2 separate regions of the Pan troglodytes genome follow, and region 1 is linked to region 2. The links are chromatin contacts, called in public capture Hi-C maps. All regions are on one chromosome and are shown on one strand. The core of a region is the stretch at or near the end of the contact, and the rest is flanking DNA. Distances in the headings are between cores, read along the strand shown. Region 1 overlaps LARGE1 (LARGE xylosyl- and glucuronyltransferase 1). Region 2 overlaps LARGE1 (LARGE xylosyl- and glucuronyltransferase 1).

The links. Capture Hi-C pulls out chosen DNA fragments and counts their contacts.
Region 1: a capture Hi-C map of stem cell-derived neural stem cells shows a contact between it and region 2, with 2.9 times the contacts expected there. The contact joins two enhancer-like sites. A contact is called at or near these places in 3 of 7 Hi-C or Micro-C datasets (blood, induced pluripotent stem cells and stem cell-derived neural progenitor cells) and 1 of 1 other capture datasets (stem cell-derived neural stem cells).

The regions. Positions count from the first base shown.
Region 1 is chr23:35,676,922-35,679,621 of NHGRI_mPanTro3-v2.0_pri, reverse strand. All of the region lies in intron 5 of LARGE1 (LARGE xylosyl- and glucuronyltransferase 1), which reads left to right. Among named protein-coding and RNA genes, the nearest start is that of LARGE1, 340 kb to the left of the region's middle. Within about 2 kb of position 1,296, at least 1 of the 24 cell types and tissues checked has an H3K27ac peak or open chromatin away from gene starts, as enhancers often do. A contact at or near this core is called in stem cell-derived neural stem cells, where this site is marked.
Region 2 is chr23:35,613,449-35,616,148 of NHGRI_mPanTro3-v2.0_pri, reverse strand. The region is part of intron 6 of LARGE1 (LARGE xylosyl- and glucuronyltransferase 1); the gene reads left to right. Among named protein-coding and RNA genes, the nearest start is that of LARGE1, 400 kb to the left of the region's middle. Within about 2 kb of position 1,393, at least 5 of the 24 cell types and tissues checked have an H3K27ac peak or open chromatin away from gene starts, as enhancers often do. A contact at or near this core is called in stem cell-derived neural stem cells, where this site is marked.

The DNA.
Region 1 (2,700 bases), core at 47-2,546, 64 kb before region 2:
CCAGGCTGAATTCAAGAACCCCAGTGGGTTTTAAATCTGCTCACTACTGGCTAAATAACATGTTTGAAGAGAAAATAGCAAGCAATGATCAACATCTTATTCAGAGGCATAATAGCACTGCTGAAACTCCCCTTTCTCATCCCCTGTTATTATTAATGTGCTGCTATTACTTATTGTACATTATGTCCCAGAGTGTGTGTATTGCCCTTACATTGTATATATACATAAGTCCCACCCTCCAAAACCAGCCGTTATAAAGGAGAGAAAATCACAACTGATGACATGTGGTAAAGGACTAGCGTCTCGAGCTCACTCACTGTGATCAGGCCTTTATTCCACCTGTCACATAATGAAATATTTCTTCCTTCTTGATTCAGAATGAACCAGCAGCTCGATTCTGTCAGGTCCTCTGCTGGGTATTTTCCTGTACATCATCCCATTTTCAGGCTGACAGAGCAATAGGTGGCCTTGTGTCTGCTTTTTTTTTTTTTCTTTTTTTTGTGACAGTTTCATTCTTGTTGCCTAGGCTGGAGTGCAGTGGTGCGATCTCGACTCACCGCAACCTCCGCCACCTGGGTTCAAGCGATTCTCCTGCCTCAGCCTCCCAAGTAACTGGGATTACAGGCATGCACCACCATGCCTGGCTAATTTTGTATTTGTAGTAGAGATGGGATTTCTCCGTGTTGGTCAGGGTGGTCTCAAACTCCCGAGCTCAGGTGATCTGCCCACCTTGGCCTCCCAAAGTGTTGGAATTACAGGCGTGAGCCACTGCGCCCGGCCGCCTTGTGTCTGCTTTACAGATGCAAAACCTGAAATTCAGAGAAGGGAATTGACCACACTCCAGCTTGTATTGAAGACAGTGCTTGTGCCATCATTCCATGTTGCTTCCAGATCAAGGACGCTTAAATATTCCCAGGGGATTAAAAAATATGTGTACTATGTAGGAACTCAGCAATTCTGTGCAAACAGAAAATAAAGTTACAGAGCTGTGCTATTAAGTTGGGTCTTGATCTTCCCCAGTTAGAATTAATTGATTGGCTCACTTCCCAATTGTTGTGTACCTCAGGCTTGATTGCACCTAAGAATCACTTGGTACTGTTGGTAACACAAAACAACACCACCAAAACAATGCTAGGGGCCACTCTGGATGACACTTTAGCATGGCTTGTGTTCCAAACCCAAACAAGCAGCAATGCCAGGCCCTACCACTAGATGTCATAGTTTAGTTTTTCTGGGGTAGGCCCAGTAGTGCGCCCATGTAATTCCAAAGTGTGGCCAGCCCTGGGCTGGGGCTGCAGCAGGTCTTTATCAGTGTCCTGAAGGAGGACATCCAGGCTCCACTTGGCTCCTGCTCAGGACCCTCCGTAATGTACAAATGCTAGCCGTTAGTTTTAGAAGGCTGAGACTTTCCCTGGCACACTGTATTAGTCCGTTTTCATGGTGCTGATAAAGATATACCCGAGACTGGGCAATTTACAAAAGAAAGAGATTTAACTGGACTTAAAATTCCCCGTGGCTGGGGATGCCTCACAATCATGGTGGAAGGCAAGGAGGAGCAAGTCCCATCTTACATGGATGGCAGCAGGCAAAGAGAGAGCTTGTGCAGGGGAACTCCTCTTTTTAAAACCATCAGATCTCATGAGACTTACTCACTGTCACAAGAACAGCACGGGAAAGACTTGCCCCCATGATTCAATTACCTCCCACCAGGTCCCTTCCACAACACCTGGGAATTCAAAATGAGATTTGGGTGGGGACACAGCCAAACCATATCACACACTCTAAAGTACAGAAGTTAAAAATCCATTGTAACAATCTTCCTGGGTCTGGACATATGTTTCCAAGCTTCCCTTCCTGCTTTGTATTTTGGTGTTAACAGCTTTCTCAGTAGAGCGTTACTGGCCACTTGCAGTCCTTTAGAGATTGGAGAAACATTTGTTCTGAGAAGGTGTATGACTCTATTATAACTGCATTGGAATGTTTGTTACTGCTAACAGTATGAGCTCAATCTAGTAGTCACCTTCGTCTTTCCTGATTTTACTTCCCATTTCTGAGTACAATGAATTTTGCTATGTTCTAAGAATGTTGGTAAGAATTTATATACAGATTTCACTGTGTAATAATCATGTGAGTATCATATTTGAATCAGTTTCCAAAAACGATTAAGGTTTTTGGAAAGAGGCAAATCTGATTTTTAATCCCAGCTCCTATAATTCATTATAATTGGGTGATTTCCTTGATGTCTACATCACACACAGTAATAAAGGTTATTGGGTGAATTAAAAGATACTTGTAAATTGCTTTAGTATACTGTCTGTTACATAGTAAGCATTCAACAAATGCGATTGTTATTATAAACATAATAATATTTTCTCCCATTTAATGGTGATCTTCTAAGAAAGAGGAACATTTTTCATTTACTCCTCTTTCCTTAGTATCTAGTACAGAATTTGGCACACACAATGAGTGTTTAGATAAATGACTCACTTTCGGAATTAGGTGATTTTTTTAAAGGGGATTTAGAGCATTAGGAATTCCTTTGATCAGTAGCCAAATCCCCAAGTGGAAGTAAAGGCACAATGGAATTACCTTGTACTTTGTACCGTCTTCTATAGTACTTTTTAAGGGTGACATTTTTCCCTTCTGCATTCTCATGTATGATAAATTCTAAATCTAGACAGGTTAGACAGCCATCCTCAC
Region 2 (2,700 bases), core at 144-2,643:
GAGCGAGACTGTCTCAAAAAAAGAATTCTTTGTGCATTATATGTATGTTTTTGTAGCTCTCCTCCACCGAGTTCAGCCCTTTTTATTGGACAACTTTCCTAGAGGTTAGAGTGCGTCTTTAGTACTTGTTGGGTGATGATGGGACAGAGAGGGGTGTGGAGGGGTTGAGGGATATAAGTTTGTAGCCACTTTCCAATTTTTCATCCTATGGTAGCTTCTCTTAGTAATCCAGAGTTAGCTTTCTAGTGGCTCAGGTGTATAGCTCTGGAATCATCAGTTAATACGTATTCACAGTTAAGGGGAATTTGTAGGGAAAAAAATGCCACATGCTGCTTCCCAGAGCTGAGGATTTTCATCAGCTCTTCTGAATTATTCACACTCCTCGTCCCTTTTTTAATGTAGATAACAAAGAGTTGGTAGCAATATAAGAGTGCGTGTTTGCCTTTTAAGGCTATAGTCAACATATAAAAAGAAAATGATGTGTTCCCTTGAGTACTTACTACTGTCTAGTAAACAGGGGACAGAGGTGCTTAAATAGGAGGAAGTGGGCTGGGCATGGTGGCTCACGCCTGTAATCACAGCACTTTGGGAGGCCGAGGTGGGCGCATCACAAGGTCAAGAGATCGAGACCATCCTGGCCAACATGGCGAGACCCCATCTCTACTAAAAATAAATTAGCCAGGCGTGGTGGCGCCTGCTTGTAGTCCCAGCTACTTGGGAGGCTGAGGCAGGAGAATCGCTTGAACCCGGAAGGCGGAGGTTGCAGTGAGCGGAGATGGCGCCACTGCACTCCAGCCTGATGGCAGAAGGAGACTGTCTCAAAAATAATAATAATAATAATAGGAGGAAATTGGGGAGGCTTCCACCCCATCATCTTGGTCTGTCCTCAGTGGTCTGATGGGATGCAGGACCAGCTGTATACTTTGTGAGGCCTGGTGCAAAATGAAAGGTGGGGCTTCCTTTTTTTAAAAAAATGTGTTAGGAGTTTCAAAATGGTGATAGCAAGCCATTAAACCAAGCACAGGGTCTTTGTCAGCACAAGGCCCTTTAGATCCCGTGTCCCTAAAGCTGGCCCTGGTGAGACATAGGGATGTGGGCCTCTCCCCACATCCTCACACTATTTCAGCCCGCTGGATGTCTTGCCTGCCTTCGTCACACCAGGCACACATCTGCCTTGCCTGCTTTGTGCTTACTGTTTCCCCGCCTTTAAGCCTCTCTCCCCAGATAGCCCTAGCCCTCGCTCCTTCATTTCCTGCAGGTTTCTGCCCAGAGCTCACCTTAGCAGAGGGGCCTCCGCCATCAGTCTTCTCTCAAACAGCATCCCTCACACCCTCCCTGCATCCTCTGCAACAAACTCTCAGCTTTCACTATGGATTTATCTGTTTATCATTGATTGCTCTTCTCACGCTGGTGAAGCTCAGGCTCTTAGAGGGCCTGGACACGGTGGCGTTGCTCACTCCCGGACTCTGTGAAGCTGGCAAGGTGCCAGGCTGGTGCTGTGTGTGTGGAATACACAGGTAGGAGTGTTCTTTGCTAACTGGGGAAGGCAAGCCAAAGGGTGAGAGGCCAAGGGGAGGGTGAGGGGTGACTCTGGACTCGTCACCTCTCATCCTGATCTTGTCGGGCAGGAGCACCTTCTTCCTGCCAGTGTTCATCATTCTGGAAGCCTTTTGTAAGATCCAGGGCGCCGACCAGGGAACTTTCCATGCACCACCTTTTGGGCAGATTAAGTCCGGGGACTACTGCCTCCCCTGCCTGGGTTCTTCAGTGTATAAAATGAGGGGGTTTCTGGGGTAGCTTTTCTGGCTGTTTTCTCGTTGAATGTGTTGTTGATGAGTCCAGAGTTCTTGTTTAGCTCCAGTGTTCTGGGAAAGATCGTCCTGGCTGTCTATTTTCTGCTCCCTGTGAAAATGAGTTCATTCATTCAACAAACACATACCAAGTGCCAATCATGTGTCAGGTACGCTAACAGGCCCTCAGAATACAGCAGCAACAAACAGCAAGCAGACCCTCCGGAGTTTACCTTTTCATGGATGTGATGTCTGCAGGGATGAACAGTTTGTCATGGATAGATTTGCTGCTCTCTTTCTAGGTCTCTGTGCATCAATTTGCACTGGAAAAGCCACTTGCAATGCTGTGAAAGAAGGAGTATTTGGAGCGAAAGTCTAGGGACCTGCATTAAAATCTAGGTTTCTGGGCCTCAGCACCAACAAGGGTGGCTTTGGGGTCAAGAGCTTGCGGTCTGGAATCACATCATGCAGCATTCATTCTTTTTTGTTGTTTTTTAATTTTTTTTTTTTTTTTTTTTTTTTTAGCTACACCTGCTGAAATGGGAGGGGTTCATTCTTGGTTCTACTGTTTTCTGAGAACTTGAACAAATAAACTGCTCGATATCAATTTGTTTTTATTTTCAATAGCAAAATAAAGATAGGAACATTACATGCCTGCGAGGAGATCCTTTACCTAAAGCACTTAGCACACTGCCTGGTTCATGCTGTTCACGCAGTGCTGTGTGTTCATGTTATTGACAGCCTCAGTGACAGCCTCAGTGAGCTTAGGTCACTATCTCTGGGCCTTGGCTGTCCCCTTCTATCAAATGAAGTGATTGTTTCACCCCTTTATAGGTCTGTGTTTCTGACTCACTTTAATAGGACTGAAATTCGTGATTGTCTCTCCTCCACATGTAGACTAGCCGACTAA